Regions from separate parts of the Gasterosteus aculeatus genome. Here region 1 is linked to region 2. Evidence: chromatin contacts called from public Hi-C data. All regions are on one chromosome and are shown on one strand. Each heading gives the region's core, a stretch centred on a gene start, on an enhancer-like site or on the middle of the called end of the contact. The rest is flanking DNA. Distances are from core to core; before and after follow the strand shown. Region 1 overlaps LOC144411461 (a long non-coding RNA gene). Region 2 holds the start of fli1 (Fli-1 proto-oncogene, ETS transcription factor).

What was found. A called contact is a pair of places that touch in the nucleus more often than the background predicts.
Region 1: a contact with region 2 is called in a Hi-C map of liver, with 2.0 times the contacts expected there. The contact joins the enhancer-like site here to the promoter of fli1 in region 2. A contact is called at or near these places in 6 of 6 Hi-C or Micro-C datasets (blood and trunk muscle, liver, skeletal muscle and 2 more).

Annotation. Positions count from the first base shown.
Region 1 is chr1:4,307,421-4,313,040 of fGasAcu3.hap1.1, reverse strand. LOC144411461 (a long non-coding RNA gene) reads left to right here. Exons shown (of 3, transcript XR_013468636.1): 2 at 128-215; 3 at 4,393-5,366. Among protein-coding and RNA genes, the nearest start is that of LOC144411461, 5.2 kb to the left of the region's middle. Within about 2 kb of position 2,265, at least 3 of the 9 cell types and tissues checked have open chromatin away from gene starts, as enhancers often do.
Region 2 is chr1:4,244,901-4,250,986 of fGasAcu3.hap1.1, reverse strand. fli1 (Fli-1 proto-oncogene, ETS transcription factor) reads left to right here and starts at 2,791. Exons shown (of 9, transcript XM_078108346.1): 1 at 2,791-2,954. The coding sequence starts at 2,806.

The DNA.
Region 1 (5,620 bases), core at 1,016-3,515, 63 kb before region 2:
TTTCACGTCCATTAGCATCACCGCCAAAGTAATGGGGGCAAAGAAATCGGAACCTATACGAGTGCGAAGTTGTGTAGATCTAAATGCTCTCACGTCTGATCCCTAATCTGTGTCCTCATCCTATCAGGACCTGCACGCTGTCGCTGTGTGCAAAAAGGGCAGCAAGCTGAGGAAGCCAGGAAACAGAAGCTCACATTGGAACAAATGGATCAATGGTGAGCTTCTCGCCCACACCGCCAATGGGTGCAGTGCGTTCATTGGTTTGAAGGTACAGAGAGAGTAAGGGAAAAGGAGTCAACCGTCTCCCCCCTCTTTCATCATTTCCCCAGGACCCACCTTCATTAAAACTCACTCCAGGGTTATGAATGGGCCTGTCTGGCCCGCGGCACGGCCTTGAGAGCCCAGCTGGTTTCTATTAAAGACTCAAGGTGTGTGTGTGTGTGTGTGTGTGTGTGTGTGTCGGTCGCTGGTGGTGCGGGAGAGATTGAGAGAGAGAGAGAAAGAGAGCGAGGCAGCGCTCGGTCATCTGACACTGAGGGGTAACAGGTCCTGGTTTTATCCCAGACAGGTAGCTCTGATGAGACCCAGAATCCAGGTGCTGCCAGAGCCGAACGAGACGGGGGGGGGGGGGGGGCAATCGTCTGTGGATGAAGGGAGAGTTGGAGAGAAGACATGTAACCTTTGTTTTTTTCACGCCTTATAGGGTGTCCTTCCGAGCTCCTCCCCAAGACCTTTATCTCCCTTTCAGCTTTTATTCTCCTGTTTCTCCCACTTTCTCGTGCTCTTTTCTTCCTCTTTTGCTGTCTTTTCGCTATCCTTCCATCACCTGCCTGCCCTTGGTTATTTATAGTAATGAATAAAAAAAAAAAACAGTTTGCCTCTCTTTGCTCGGACATTATTTTCTTGGCTGCGATCCAAACACCAGGATGGGATATCGGGCCCTGAGCCCAGACATTTAGGGCCCATTTTTATGAAAGTGTATAAATCTTACTGAGCCACGGAGGCATATATGTTGTCAGTATCACGGCCTTTTGTTCTCACGTCCGTCCGTTATTGCAGTGTTGGGGCGGGAGGGTTGAGAGCTGGAATTAAACCGTTCAAATGAAGGACCCACGGTACGGTAGCTTAATGTGTCCCCCCCAAAACCAGACGGGACCAAGAAAGTCCAAACGTCACTGGTCGATATGTTGAGAAGGAGAATAATGTTAGAGGAGTACTATGACTGTGGATCATAATGACAACACCAATCCATGTTCCTTCATAGACTTTAAGACTAAACAATGGGCCATGAGGACCACTAATGGAAGAAAGGAAGACACAACAACACGACTGGTGTAAACCTGTACTGGTGATATTTGGGCCACTCGTGTATTGACAGATGTCGTGTTGACGCACGTTTCAGATGCTAGATAGCTGTACATCACGGTGCTCATGGTGACAGTGGAGACGGAGACAAGGAAAGAGGACATTTATTTATAGTAGCACTTTGTGCGTCGGACTCACACAACCTTTCCCCTCCCTCCCACCCATTTGTGTTCCCATGCTTGTTTAAAATCGCCTCACTTACATCAGGGTTTACATTCTCATGCCCTCCCACCCCCTACAAACGTTTTTTTTTAGGGGGGGTGAGGGGGGGACGGGGGGTTCTCCTTCTCTTTCTCCCATCAGTGACACCCTCACTCCCAACAGCGAACCGGTACCCTTCGGCCATCCTACTGCTGCACAGTGCAACACATGTGCTTCCGATTAGGCTTTCTTTTGTGAAGAAGTGAGGCTCCTCAGACCACCGGCCCCCTTCTTGCATTCACACACCCCCATGTTAGTTCACATGGACACATATGGGTAGAAAACATTAGGAGCCCCCTCCTAGTATTGAGTTACCCACTTTGGCTCAATACAAATTCATGTCATCAGTCATGCTGCTGCTTAAATGTGCTTTTTATTGCCTTTCTCCCGATCCATCTATTGAGAGGATTTGGATGTTGACGGGTAAATACATTTCTCGCGTGTGTATTTACTTACTTGATGGGTGTATTAGTCGTGCGATTCTTTCAGCTGTGCAAGGGAACGCTAAAGTGTAAAATGTATATGTATGTCTTTATTTTTGTTTTCCTACATACACCGGTAACTATGAGAATGAATCCCCTAAACTGTGTTCCCCGTAATTAGACACGTTCAAGTCGTTAGTGTTTGTCTCTTGGGAGCTGTTACTGTATCGGAGCCCCCTGAAAAGTCACATAATGAAGTTCTGTTGGGCACCACTAGGGGAGCCCTTGTTACACTTGTAACACCACAGTCTCAGGCACACAATAGTTTCTGATGTAGAGGTCTGCTGCAAGGGTGATTTTTTTTTTCTTTTGCCGCCCTTCACTGAAATCCTGGCAATCAACTTTGCAATAATCCTGCAGGCACTAATGGTTAACGCGGTCTCCTTTGGCCCTCGAACAGCCGAGTCGGCTCCGAGGTCTGCCATCACTCATCATTAAATGTTTCATTGGACATCAACTCTGACAAAAGGGGATTTGAGCATGTGTGCGCACACATACTAGTTCATTGTTTGCCGGTGTCTCATATAGCAGCAACATTTAAGTGAAGGGTTTTTTTTCTAGGCCGCTTTTGCGGCTTGTGATTGAAATTATTGTTGCCAAGGAAACGCTCTAATTTGGCTTCACTGTAGACATTGTGGTTTGAGCAACAGGTGTCTGTTATTTTGGGTTGCTTTGTTGCAGAGTGCTGTGTGCTTAAGTAACCCCGTTTGTGTGTGTGTGTGTGTGTGTGTGTGTGCTGATGTGTGTCGCATGTCTCGCATGCTACCTTTGCATCTTCAGAAGGGACAGAAATACGCAGCCCCGAGCTGAGACGAGCAAGTGCGGTTCGCTGAGCTTCACACCCATGGGATCCATAGCATTTGTTTGCCTACCTCCCTTGAAGGTGTGAGATTAAAAAAAAAAAGTAATTTAAGAAAATCCGACACACGGGGGAAAAAGAAACAGGTTACCAAAGTTGTGTGCCGCGATTCAACCGCCGCTCAACTTGACCTTTTAATTTTTCCACTGCTGGTTGGGTTTGAGCTGACAGGTAAACCGGTCGGATTAGACCTCACAAACGTCACAAGCCTCCATCTGTGACATGAAACCGAGAGCAATCCACGCTTACCACCCATTTACATGACAGATGCGACATTGTGAGACGGCCTCTTCTCAATGTAACTCACCATCTGGTGAAGTATATCTTATAAGTCCATTGTTTTTCACACTTTATGAATGAGCAAATTACGTGCATGCGACTTATTTCCGCCACACGAGAACATTACCTTTCTGTTTTACCTTCACATCAGAGGTACCGGGCGCTTTGGGTGCGTCCGACAGATGCGCGCTGGCGTTCACGTGCGTGCTCACCGATAGGCCGCCCTCTCTCGCTTGCTCTGTCACACATTCAAGGCATCCCGTGATAAATGTCTTGAAACAGGGGGGCGGAGGGGGGGGGGCTCTTTTGACCTTAGCCACTGTGTCCACCCAGCGCAGGCCCCAGGGAGTCCGCCTCCCTTTGACCTCCCGCTGCCCGGCCGATGCATGTTTGAGAGAGAGAGGAGGGGGGGGAAAAGAGTTCTCCTGCCCTGTGACCTCTCTCCGGGCCCTGAGCGCGGGGGTGGGGGTGGGAGGGTTTGAGCCCACCACGCCACATGAGGCCCCGCTGCGTGGTGTCTTCGTCCTGTGTTATTCCAACTCTCTAGTTACAGTCCTAAACCCAAGGGGGTCTTTAACGGGGGGCCTTGGGATCACAGGCCTGACTGTTAACAGCTCCGGGGTGAAAGGCCTCGGGCGCTGCCCTAAGCCCTGCGTGTCACATGCTCCCTTGGCTTAGCCCGCTGTGGCCCGTCCAGCCTGGATACCAGGGGTTTCACGTTGGAAATATACGTGGCCAAATTAGCGCATACGGTGCATAGATTATTACATCGTCACGTGACTGACAATGAACACCGACCTGTATGTCTGAATGGAGTCATCAGTAGCTTTTTACTTGATTTCAGAGATGTCACTCACCCAACCACCTTCGATACACCATGATGGATTGCAGGAGGGAAAGTGCACTTCTAATCATTTAAATATATGCATGCTCGTCAGCTAAGTATTCAGCTTTCGCTTCAGCCCTTTTACTGACCCAACAATTTATCTTTTTTGACGGTGTCAGCTCAGAGAAATTTCCCATTATCTCCAAGCATCATCTGCTTATGTAGCACATTTGAACCTGTCAACGTCCATCCAAACGTTGTAATTGATGTGTGATCTGCTGCAAGCCCCCAAAAAACGCTGCTTATTATGTCAAAATTACACTTGTCATTTTCTATCCGACGACATGCCTCTCATGATAACAGTTATTCTGTTCCCACAGGTGTGATTTGTCTCCTCCGTCATCCCAATTTGACACCTCACCCCCTCCCTCCCCCCTCCGACAGTAAGTGATGTTATTTTGAAGATTTTCTCTTTATATTCAGGATATTTTTTTGGGGGGGGGGTGGGGGGGAGGCATTTGGGGTCTATGGTTCCTACACAAGTTCAATAGATTAAAACCGTCTCTGATGCAAATACATAGAGCACATTAACACTCATTGCCCCCGGTGTCTGTTTGGAGAAGCTTTACGGAGACGAGGCTGGACGAGGGGGGGGGGGAGGGAGGGGGGGGGGGGGCAGTCTGAGGTAGTTAAGGTGCAACAACACGAAGGGAATGTAACTAACTAAGGCTTCAGCGTAGCTGTGCAGCAGTCGAGGTAACGTTCTACGACCCGGTTGGATGTGTCGCTGGGACGGAGGGAGTTGAGCCAAACAGGTGGACTGGAGAAAGGACAGAAAGAGACACACACATTTACAGGGACGAGGATGACAGGAGGAGAGAGAAACAGAGGGAGACACAAGAGGGTCTGGAACTCGACCTGAAGCCACGGCCGAGCACCTTTCGAGCCAAATCATCGTCTTGGCTTCAAGTTCTGCTGCTTCGTCTACAACAAACACATCTTACACTTGAATAAGTTGTGTCTAAATTGTTGACACAAGTAACAATGTGTCTGTCTTTTTGCAAACACAACGTAAGCAGATGTTACACCGTGATAATAATTGCACTGTTGTGTCTGGCCTGAGGATTTCCTCCGGGAAGTGTCTGGCTGCACTCTAATGAATCATGCAGACAAAACCAACGAGTTTCAACCCAACGAGTTCGTAATGAACAATTCATCCGTTCTCCCTCGGACGCGGCGACCTGTTCCACGTCTGGACTCTTTGTGTTCATCGACCAGAACCGAAACCATTAAAACCAAAACGCAACAAGCTGTTTTTGTTTCTCCCTGAACAATCCTCATAACTCTCTCCTCTCTTTGTTCCCGTTGCACTTTGGTCCTGTTACGCGACGGCCTGCTCACGTCTCCCATGACCCCCGGAGGTTCTGTAATCTCAGTCACGCAGACGCATCACACCTGCGCTGGTCGGCCAGCGGCCTTGCTCCCCTATTGTCTCTCGTCCTCGCGGTCGTGACCCCGAACGCCACACTGCAGGGTTCTGTTCCTATTTATACCGCGGGGGGGTTTCCTCCTCTTGTGTTGTTGCTGTTTGCCAGCACTTCCTCCTTT
Region 2 (6,086 bases), core at 1,542-4,041:
GGAGTTAACGGACCAAGCGTTCCGCATCTGTCAACTCAAAAGGTTTTCAACTTACTGGGAACAGACACCCTGCCGCTGTCCCGCGCGTTCCACAGCTCAACTCTGCCCTCTATCTCTGGCTCTCCGCAATGCAGGCGCAGTTCAACTTCTACCAACTTTCTTTTTTTTAAAGCGGTAGCGTGACACAAGTGAAACCTAAATGCCTGCTTGGTTTTGGATTAAAAACCCAAACCTGAAATTTTTAAAGTTGTATTTTTCTCTTTTTTGTATCAGCTCCTGTCACTTTGCCAAATTGAAACAAAAAATCACCCAAACCCCATTTGGTTGAGGTCTTCTGTCAGAGCCACCTAGCGGCTTCTGTGGGCCTCGCCGGGCGTCTCCAGCGGCCCGCGGCCACGTGTTAACACTTTGCTCCCCAAATACCCACGACGACAGCGGCGCTCTGTCTCTTTAAGGGCCGCCGTGGAATGCTGTGGGTTTCGCCTAGGCGTTTGGTGTAGTGCCCTCACCCACACATAAACACCCCCCCCCCCCCACACCAAAAAAAAAAAAGTGGCCGTGACTCACTGTCCCTCTCGCTCCCTCCCAGATGACTCCCTCCTCGCGGCGTCCCCGCGGCCTGCAGGACGCTTCGCTGCAGGACGCTTCGCTGCAGGCCGCGTCGTATGTTTCCAGTTTCGCGTGTTTGTTTGTGCCACAGGTGAAACAGGGAGGGTGCTGCTGTGGTATTTGACCTCAGCAACCCCCCCCCACGCAAAGGCGACCCGGAATAGGAAGCCAACAACACAGCGCAGATGTTTGTAAACAGCATGTTGTCTTTGCACCGATCGCGGGTATGGTGATCTTAACACAAGCACATTTCCTCCTTCATACTGTTAGTTAGCACTTTAACACTGAGTTACCGACGCCGATCAGCAGCACAGACAAGCGACTCGGGGGCCCCGCGAAGTCCTCAAAGAGCCGCTCCTAGCTTGAGCCACAGAGCCCTCCAGTGGTGACAGTTGGCAGCAAGCCTTCCCCATGAATAGGATCAATAGGCGAGCTCCCACTTATTAGATCCAGATTTGACCGTCTGACGGCACAGATGAATGATTTTTGTAGTCTGGTGAGCAGCCCACATCGAGTTCAGCCTGTCAGACATGTCTGGGGGGGCGTGGGGGAGGAAAAAGAGAGAGACCCGGGCCTCAAAAGCCTTGAGAATGCGGGACGGGGGTAAACCTTAAACCTGAGAGCTCAGCTCGGGCCCGCAGCCTCCCAGGGAACAACACTTTTCTTATAGAGCTGGCGGGCCAGACCCAAATGAGAGGTGACAGCATATTCATTTCACTCAGTGTTTTTCTTTAAGGGCTTTTTAAAATGCTGCTGAATGATGAGCGGTCAGTGGATTTATAGTTGGGGGGATGATTTAGCCTCTCTAAATGGCACTGCTTTCCCTCTGCTCTCGCTTGCCTTGCTTATTTCCACAGGAACAGTCATTTCGAGAGGCTTTATTTCAGCCTCATGTTCTTCATGTAGAGATGACTGCCCCCCCCCCCCACGTAAAGGCAGCACCTTGTCTCCCCATGCGCAGTCTGCGCCCAGAGGCAGGGTGTGCCCACACTTAGAGCTGAATTGACATAAGATAAGTGGTGGAGGAAATCCACGTATACACCCTGAGAAAAAGAGGAATTCTCACACGCTGCAAATGCCCTCCAAATACGCTCTCCACCAGAACGTATTGTACCTTCATGATAACACGCATCTCGTCTCGACACCGCCATGCCCCTCCACAACCCCCCCTCCCACACACCCACACACACTCTCCGGTGGCGAGAAATCCCAAAGACTGAGGGGATGAGGTCACACAGTGGACGCATCAGCGGTTGCCTCTGGGCCTGATGAGTGGCAACACATCAGGAGGCATTCGGAGGTCGTTCATTTATAGGGATGCTATTACCGTCATAAATGCTGGCCCCGTAAAACGAATGCCTTGCTTTAATTTAATACTTCCCCCTGCTAATTATCGCCGCGCGCACACACACACACACACACACACACACACATAAGCGGGCGGCTGTCTGCGCCCTGCGTGAGCCGTTTTTTCGCCCGAACGGATTCTTTGAATTCTGTAGTTGGGTGGTGCCTCGTTAAGTCGGGCAGAGCAGGACCGCTCTCCTGTAATCTGTTGTTCTTGTGTGAAATGTGTGCGTCGAGTTTCCGGTTTCTTGATTAGGCCTTTGTTTTAAATGTTGCGCGTAAAACACAAGACACAAACGTCAAGAGCTTCCTTCTCTCTTGCGCACGAGCCGTCGGTGCGCCCTGCCTTCCCCCGGTGCCGCGCTGCCCGTTTTCCCTCTCCCAGAGGGGCACAGGGCTGCAATTGGACCAAATCTCCATCTCCAGATCATCTCTCCGCGTCCCCTTTGACTAAATAAATAACTCATTACAGTTCACAGTAAGGAGCTTCATTTACTCGAGGCGATGTGATCGCAGATGTCTCCGGGTTGCCCCACGTCGACTCATACACAAGTGTTTTTGGGTGGAATCCCGAGGGAAGGAGCGTTGAAACGAGACTGGCAGTGGAATGCAGGAGGAGAGCTGTCGATGGCAGATTGTTTGGCCTTGCTGCACAGTAGTATTGAGTTTGCTAAAAAAAAAAAAAGGGGGGGGGGGGGATTCTGTCAACAGCGTTAAGGCTTGAGGCCCGTGTGCTAATAAATCACGATGGACAATAGTGAACCCTCTGGCTCACACAAGAGGCGCAACCACCCCCCAAAAGCCGTATTCCACATGTAATGTCAGTGGCAAAAACACGAGGAGCCCTGGATGCCGCAAGAGTTGATGAGACAACCAGACGGAACTTGTGAGGCATTTGCAAATATATTATTCATAAAGGCGGCATTGGAGCGTAAGAACGAGCGTTTCCAGGATGTTCGGACAGTCGCAGAGGATGAATTCAACATCATTGGCAACCGGTAAACAGTTACTTGCAAATATGAACGCGGATGTCATTTTTGTCATTTTTGGTCTTTTCCATATCCTTTCATTCTGAATGTAGATTTACCTTATGAGCTATTGCCATTGTCTTTAATAATGTTTTAAAAGAATACCTCCCCACAATATCTATTTATTTTCCTTGTCTTTTTTTGTGTACTTTATATTTGCTGTTCAAATGTGTTAGAAAACTTCTACTGTATCCTGAGGAAGGCAACGCAGCAGGCGCATGAATGCCATTTCTTAAGCAAAACGGATGGTGGGATTTCCGTCCATTGTTTGGTGCTGGGAACATTGTTATCAATGTTGTTGTTTTTAATCATTGCATTAGGAAGCGCTGCCACAAACAGAAGGTCTAGGCGGAGATGAAAGACGACCTTGTTACCGGACCCCCTAGTAAAAAGAAATTAAAAAAACAACAACTCATATTTCGCTTTTTCATTAAGGTTTCTTATAGACTTTTTCCGTCCGAGTATTTAGGGGAAAACATCACACGGTTCAAAATCATCATGCAGCAAATTTGTATTTTTTCATTTTGTATTAATGAGACGCTCGTTGCGATGCGCAGGACTGCGGATTGTTACTGATCACCATGCGTGCTTTGCGTGTGGCTCTCCAATGCAAAGAAAGAAAGAAAGAAAGAAAGGAAACTTCCTCGGTTTCACCTCGGTTGCTCTTGGTGAAAAAGGCGACCTTGATGAGGCTATAAAATGCTACGGTCGAGCGACTTTCCTCACCGTGAATTGCACCACATCCTCTTTTTGACGGTGGTGGGGGAGGGAGGGAGGGGGGGGGGGTGTTCTTGGTCGAAGATGAGGGCAGCAGTGCGAAGGAAATGAAGTTAGTAAAGTGAGTGGGGTCAACTGAGCAGGAAAAGACCAAACCCGCTGCGGAGGAACTGCTGCTGGTTGTAATTCCTACGGGAGGTGTCACCATCCGGGCACCGTGGATGAACGTCAGCACATAAAGACGCCTCTGATATTTATTAAAAGCATTGTGTGCCTTTCGTATCATCGCCGTGGCCGAAGGAAACCGCGGTTCGCTCTGCGGAGAGCTGTGGAAATAAACACAAAACGACGTGTTTTCTGCAAACACCACGTCGGGCTTGATCTTTGGTGAATGACCGTTTCCTTCAGAAGGCTCCGCGTTGTCACGCGCGGGGCCCCCAAAATACACCTGGACACACCTCGTCTGCGGAGGGGAGGGGAGGGGAGGGGGGGGGGGGGGGGTGAGAGGACCGTTTCTTGGGAAGCAGTGACGCGTGTGGTTCTTCTGAAGGTCTGACAGTTGATCCGCGCGCGCGCGCGCTCCGACGCGCGTAAAACGTCGCATCCCAACGGAACCACAAAGACATAAAAACATCTGTTTAAAACAATCAAAACAAAAACAACTGGGGGAAAAAAAAACACAGCAACACAACCAGTTCTATGCTACACATTTACCAGGAGATGGAATAAAGCAGATTTATGACGCTCTCTCTCTCTCTCTCTCTCTCTCTCTCTCTCTCTCTCTCCCTCCCTGTGCTTCCCCCTTATTTCGCGGTTCAGTGGCCTCACGCGGCGGGCAAAGGGGAGGTTTTCTCTCGCTGCTCATTGGTCGCGGCTCCCGCATCGCAGCGAGGTCTCCATTCATACACCCGGGCGCTGCTTTTCAGACACTTTCTTCTCTCTAAATAACTCACTGTCAACATCTTTGGGAGAAGAAAAAAAAAAACGGGCTTCGCCTGCACGGGACTTAATTACGTAGCGTTTGGCGGTGGGGCTGATTCGATCGAAATATTCAGATCCAACGACCGAGAGAAAAAAATAAAACGACAGGTGAGTGAGGGGGGGGGGGGGGTCGCTTTTGTGGAAATAAGTCTTGCTCGGCGACTCTGCAGCGTGGGTGTGCACGCAAGATGGCAACACGTCGTTTCCCACTTTGCTTCGCCGTGCAGTCCGATTCGAGGGTGTTTTTTGGGGGGGGGGGGGGGGGCGAGGCGGATATAGCGGACTAAACCGCGGCGTCCGCCTCGACGCTGTTGGGGTTAATGTTAATATTTATTTGCGCTACACTTTGTTGTTCGAACGATTCGCTTCACTCGTGGCAAAAGAAAAATAGTTTTGCTATCGAGAAAAAAAAATAAAAATAAACTTGTGTCAGCTCACCTCTTCGCTGTCTCTTCTATAAGGGGCTTTAGTCTTTACGAGGAAGACAGAAAGAAAAAAAAAGATAATGGAATGCGCATTCGCTGAATATCGGTTCGCTCTCGTCTGTGATGGATAACAGCGAGGTAAGATGCTTAAAATGTAACACTAGAGGGGTGCCGGCCCACGGGGCTGTCTGGGAGGGAGGTTCACGCCGTTATTCACCAGTCCTCCTGCGCCTAATTGGCTGCAGATGCGGTGTCCTATACGCTCCTTTTTTTTTTTTACCGCGTATAAATTGGATGCATCTGAGGAGCTTTATGAGGCGAGCCCCGCGTTTGCATGCAGGAGCCCAGAGGACAAAAAAAACCCCAATGATATACCGTGCCACGTTTATACGGAAGCCCTCTCTCTTTTTTGCTGTTGATAATTTATCAAAGACCAGGAATTGAAGGAAATACTCGATAAACCGATAAATCGATGAACCCACGAGCTGTTAAACCCCTGGATGTGTTCTAGGGAAGATGTGCCTCTGCCTTCTCTTTTATTTTGTAAAGTTTCAGATGCCACGATCCAATCGGGAAAATGATCAGGTCACAGTGAACGGCGTGAAAGGCCTGAAACTTTAGAGGTCTTGAATAAACGCAGAGGTCAATATTCGTTCATTTGCTTCCTCACACACTCTATATAACTGCCATTCGTGACGGCACATGCCACTGCCTTCCTAATGATTGCACGCGGAGGGAAGGGCTAAAGACTCCGTCCTCTAAGTGCCCTTTCACCCCAGACTTTGTAAGCTGCTCTTATTAAAGCGAAAAGTGTTTCAATATGTGGTAAGCTTCGGGGGGGAGGGGGGGGGGGGGCGATGGGGGTGGGGATGGGGCCCTCTTGTTCTTCTTCTCGCTGGCCTGCTCCTTTTTTTGGGCGACTTGGAGTCGTTCATCCATGGCACCCGGCGGGGTCAGTGGCGCATCGGTTGGCGTTATT